2 separate regions of the Sus scrofa genome follow, and region 1 is linked to region 2. A link is a contact called in public HiChIP or PLAC-seq data. All regions are on one chromosome and are shown on one strand. Each heading gives the region's core, a stretch centred on a gene start, on an enhancer-like site or on the middle of the called end of the contact. The rest is flanking DNA. Distances are from core to core; before and after follow the strand shown. Region 1 overlaps AHR (aryl hydrocarbon receptor). Region 2 overlaps BZW2 (basic leucine zipper and W2 domains 2).

Evidence for each region. HiChIP or PLAC-seq counts read pairs in DNA pulled down with a chosen protein or histone mark.
Region 1: a contact with region 2 is called in an H3K27ac HiChIP or PLAC-seq map of alveolar macrophages. The contact joins two enhancer-like sites. A contact is called at or near these places in 2 of 5 promoter capture datasets (fetal liver and liver), 1 of 47 Hi-C or Micro-C datasets (embryonic fibroblasts) and 1 of 2 datasets of contacts at active chromatin or transcription factors (alveolar macrophages).

The regions. Positions count from the first base shown.
Region 1 is chr9:86,520,279-86,522,978 of Sscrofa11.1, forward strand. The region is part of intron 1 of AHR (aryl hydrocarbon receptor); the gene reads left to right. Among named protein-coding and RNA genes, the nearest start is that of AHR, 9.8 kb to the left of the region's middle. Within about 2 kb of position 1,358, at least 19 of the 83 cell types and tissues checked have an H3K27ac peak or open chromatin away from gene starts, as enhancers often do. A contact at or near this core is called in alveolar macrophages, where this site is marked.
Region 2 is chr9:85,933,420-85,936,119 of Sscrofa11.1, forward strand. BZW2 (basic leucine zipper and W2 domains 2) reads left to right here. Exons shown (of 12, transcript NM_001245007.1): 8 at 2,081-2,251. Among named protein-coding and RNA genes, the nearest start is that of BZW2, 47 kb to the left of the region's middle. Within about 2 kb of position 1,317, at least 6 of the 83 cell types and tissues checked have an H3K27ac peak or open chromatin away from gene starts, as enhancers often do. A contact at or near this core is called in alveolar macrophages, where this site is marked.

The DNA of each region.
Region 1 (2,700 bases), core at 108-2,607, 590 kb after region 2:
TAAAGACGTAGTCTCATCTAGGATAGGGTTGAATGCTGCAAAGAGCCAGCACAAGATGGGCAGCATATCACATGGAGAAATACCTCTAAACCTCTTTCTTCTGCTGTTATTGTCATTTCTTTCTGTGTCATAGTAGCTTGTCTTGCGTCAGCATTTGTGTTATTCTCTTCTCCCCAGTGTTGTATAGTCATTACTGGAAAGCTACCAAGAGTGCAATAGTGGATTTCATTTTCAATTATGAGAAATGCTATCTCCACAGAATATTCCTTAATGGAACGGTTGTTTAAGACTTTTGCATAAAAAGTATAAAGTAGTAGTATGGCAGGAGTCCATTGGGAGTAGGTCGGGGAAGACTTTGCAGATGTGATCTAATTGAGCAGTACCTCGAAGCTGGTGAGACAGAGCAAGGGGATTCTGTGGAGTCACAAAAGGAATAGGGAGGAGCCATAGAAAGATCAGATGAGTCTGGTTCTCTAGGTTCGGGAACATGGTCTGCATGGAGCTACTGAAAAACTTGAATCAGAGGAGTGACAGATTTATATTTCAGAAAGAAGTGCTGGCTTCAGTGCCATGTGCCTTGCATTACATCCTCTCCATCACCATAGTCAGCTTGTTAAAACACAAGACTGGTCATATAGGAGTTCCTGTCATGGCTCAGAGGTTAACGAACCTGACTAGTATCCATGAGGATGCAGGTTCAATCTCTGGCCTTGTTCAGTGGGTTAAGGATTCAGCGTTGCTGTGAACTGTGGTGTAGGTCACAGACATGGCTTGGAGCTGGCATTGCTGTGGCTGTGGTGTAGGCCGGTGGCTTCAGCTCTGATTCAACCCCTAGCCTGGGGACCTCCATATGCTGCAGGTATGGCCCTAAAAAGACCAAAAAAAAAAAAAAAAAAGACTGGTTATCTAAAACCTGGCTGAAAACTTAAGATGACTCCCAGATACCAAAGGTCAGTTCGATACCATTTCTGAGGGGGCACTTGTGATTTCCTCTTTCATGGACTTTTTTTCATCAGATACCCACAAGGCTCACTCCTCCCCTGTTCATGTCTGTTGATGTTGAGATGTTCATGAAACATCACATCAGAGACCTTCCCTGGCTGTCTGTCAAAACCAGCACCCATCACTCCTTACTTCCTTATCTTGGTTTATTTTTCTTCTTAACACTTACCAGCTTGGAAAGTTATGTGCTTGTTCATTTATTTATTCATTTATGTATTTATGTATCCTCCCATCAGGATGTAAGCCTCAGAAGAACAGGAGCTTCAGTACGTTTTGTTCACTACTCAGTGTTCTGTGCTTGGCACATGGTGTGTGTGGGGAGGTCACTATCTGTTGAAGGAATGTGGCCCTGGCCAGCTCCGTCCTTGTCTCTCTTGCAGCTGGTGCTTCACAATTCAAAGGCCCTGTGCCAGGTCACCATTCCTCACCATGCTGCCTCCTGCAGTCCTGTTCATCTTACAGAACCCAGCTCCATCTCTTCTAGCAGTTGTTCATTGTACTTAGCTCCTATAACACATTTTGAATATGTGGAAGAATGATTTCCTAAACTGCTAGGACATGATAGTTGCAAATAAATATTTAACAGATGATGAGTCAGAGGAAAATTATTCAATGAGGTAGACATGTATTAGAGATAAAAGTTGAAATTCAGTTGATTAATTGGAGAAATGCAGTAATTAGGTGTGACTTGAATTTGATTATACATGTAATATGATTAGGGAAAAGAGCTAGATAAATAGTCACCAATTTCTATTAAGTATGCAATTATTTAAATAGTCTGGAGAAAGTATCTAGTGGAAAGTATGCCACTTTACCAATTTATTACTCTTATTTTTTTGCAGGAATAACATGAGGTATAATAGAAAAAATAGAAACAGACAAGTTCTGAAGAAATTACTGGTTAGGGACAGTAAAAAATGTGTTAAATTTTCACATTACTTTCTATAATTTCTTTGTATAAAGCATTACTTCTTCATGTTGGCTCATACCATTAAAAGCATAAATTATCTAGAAATGTTTTGATTGAATCAACTTAACAGCATTATACTCAAGCCAGTTTATACTTTTTAAGATACTGTAATTTAATTTGAATTGTCACAGATGTGTTTGTCTTCTCAATAAAACTGGAGGAAAAAAGTCTTTGTCAAAAGAATTCTCTGAATAATTATTTTTCTGGCAAATGGGAGGGTGTAGTAACATGATCTAAAAATTATGTTGTTTGGTTTTTAATATCCTCTCTATTTATATTCACTTTAATGAATTTCTGTTATGAAATCCTGGCTAAGGCCTTTGTAATGAAGTTCAATTTCTTATTTCTGAACTCAAGTTCTACTCCTAACCATAAATATCTTTTCACTCAGATGAAAATTGTGCTGAATGTTGGGATTATATTGAATTTTTTAATTGAGTCACAAACTATGATAACTAATAATTAAGTCAGATTACCCACCAGTTACAAAAGCAAAATTTATCATTAATCACAGTTAGCCTCTAAGATTTGTCACCCAACAAATATCAGTAACTAAAGTCAAATATTTTCTTGCCTTAATGTTGGATTTGCCCATTAGATGGCTGGAGGACCTTGCAGAGGGGCTGGACCAGGTTTGAGATGTTTTCACTGACAGGATGAAAGTATTAAATATTGGAAGCTAAGCATCATGAAGATAAGTTTTTATTTAGGGTTGCTCCTATTTATAG
Region 2 (2,700 bases), core at 67-2,566:
TTAGTAGGAAGCACCGAGGTGCATCCATTGCACTATGGGAAGTCCTCTCTGATAAGGTGACATTTGTGTCAGGGAGTGAGCTATCTGGGGAGCTCCAGCAAGAGGATGCCAGATAAAGGCAACAGCAAATGCAGAGGCTTTGAGGCTTGATGTGTCAGGTCAGCAAGAGAGAGGGTACCTGGCAAGAGCAAAAGTGTAGACGATCAGCTAAGACTCATAGTGGGTCCTATATCATCCAGGAACTTTAGCCTTTATTCTGAGTAAGATAGGAAATTTGGGGAGACTTCTCTGCAGCATGTGCATAGTGTGATTTGGGGTTTTGACAGAATCACTGCCTGTTGCATTGGGAGTAGATTCAGGAACAAAGGGCAGAAGCAGAGAGACTGTAACTTAGGGATAAGGTGATAGAAGTTTTGTACCTGGGTAGGATTTTTCTAACAAATGCAGACCACGTTCCAAGTTTGTAAATGTCATAATCTGATTTACACTGATTTTGCCTCAGTTTAACCTCAATAGTAATTTTCACTATATTATGTATCATTCATAAGGACTTTAGATATCATTCATAAATAAACCACCAATAACATGTTTGACATATTACTCTAAACATAATCTTTGATCAGACTTTGTAGTCACATTCTTCCTAAGTTGAATATTGAATGCTGACATGAGTAGCAGAGTAATTATTGCCTTTGGGGATTGCATAGCTATGTCCTTAAATATTTCCTGCTGCGTAATATGGGTCAAGCTGCTTAACCTTGTTAAGACAGTTTATTTTTCTATGAAAATTAATATATTACACAAGTATGAGTAATCTGCCCACCACATCTTGGTTCACAGAAGAAATCCAATATTGAATTAGTTCCCTGCCCCTCAAATTTGGAGGACCTCTTCAAAGCTAGAACAGATATTGGTGACAACATTTCACTCAGGTTTGAAATGTTTGCTTTAACACAAATGCGTGTTTGATAGCTGCTCCCACCAGCTCTGCTCTGACATTTTGAAACTCATGACTCATCAAGGCAAATTATGGATGATGATATAGAGACTATTGAAATTTGAGTCATGACATAGAAGCCATCTGGATCTGTTACTATACCTGGTGGCAAACTCATGACAGTTTTTTCTGCTGAGATTTTTATTGAAGCCACATAGCCATTGACCACACACATGCACACTCAAATCTAACCATCATAAAAGTTTGGATCTATTTTGTAGACTCTGCAGCAGTCTGAAAAATGTAAGAGCTTGAAAACTGCCTTACTTTCTTAGTTGGGTGTTGGAGTCACACAGAATTAGAACATGACTAAGTGTTGTTACTAAGACTCTGCCAAACTGTGTAAGGTGAAATGGAAATGAGGGAAAAATATGACAGCAGCTATAGTGTATTGCTCTTTTTAAAAATTTCCAGCAGAATTATGTAATGAATTGAAGAGTTGATAGGGCAGGTTTACATTAGATCTGGCCATGAACATAATTTAGAGCCACCATCATTAACAGATATAACAAAAATTCTCTTTAGCTCTTGAGCTAGTTTTTTAGAATAATAGCATTTTCTTAGAATGTGAATAGAGGTCCTTGAGATGATAATAGTCAGTGTTGTTTTCTAATATCTTGAATCATTTCAACATTACAAAAACTAGCCTTTGTCTGTTAACTCATAATTAAGGAAACAGTGATTAATGGTTTTTTTCCTGTGAGTTTAAAACAATCCATATGTTATTCAGAGTTATCATGCTATTTGTATTTAATTTAGCAAGTTTAGCTCTGTATTTATACATGCTAATACTTTGATTAAAGTTAAAAAAAAAAGGGGAATAACAGTTTCCAAATGAGGGAAAGTAGTTTATGTAAGTTGCTTAGCATTTTCTATTCTCTTTCTTTGTCAGATTGCCTAATTTTGGAAGGTGCTTAGCAAATGCTAAAAATGTAAGCCCAAGATTTATTCTTTTGAAAAACCAATCCTTTTTTTTCCAAATAGGCGATATTCTAAGTGCTACTTTAATATGAAAATTTTGTTCTTTATGCTTGCTGGAATTTGAATAGCTTGTTGTATAACAGTATCTCTTTTCTCTCTCAGGAACTCTTTCCAGTTAACAGGCAGAGTGTGGATCATTTTGCTAAATACTTCACTGACGCAGGTCTGAAGGAGCTTTCTGACTTCCTCAGAGTCCAGCAGTCCCTGGGCACCAGGAAGGAGCTGCAGAAGGAGCTCCAAGAGCGTCTTTCTCAGGAATGCCCCATCAAGGAGGTGGGGACCGTGGGCTCACATTGCCGTGAGCCCGTGCAGCACCTTTACCTTCCTTTAGGAGACCTTTCTTTGTCTATTATTGTGAATTTGATGCTCTTTTTATACCATTAGCTCAATTTCAAAGTATTGATTCAGAATCCTCCAGGAAGTTCCAGAAATTAATGGTTATTTCCACACAAGGGGCTGTCTACCAGGCTGCTGTGGTTGTCAAAATATTTCATCTGTCCAAGAGATTTACTATTCATTATCAGTATGTCCCATTTTATGGTGCTTTCCCCATTTATTGCAGATTACATAATATGGTATTAAGTACTGGGTTAATGTATGTAAGTCTTAATTTTAAGGCAAACAAAAGGGTTGATTTTATATTCATATTACAGGAAAAGACTAGTTGAACCAGTGGCCTGTTGGCTCCCACTCATAATAGCTGCATAATCCCATAATGTAAA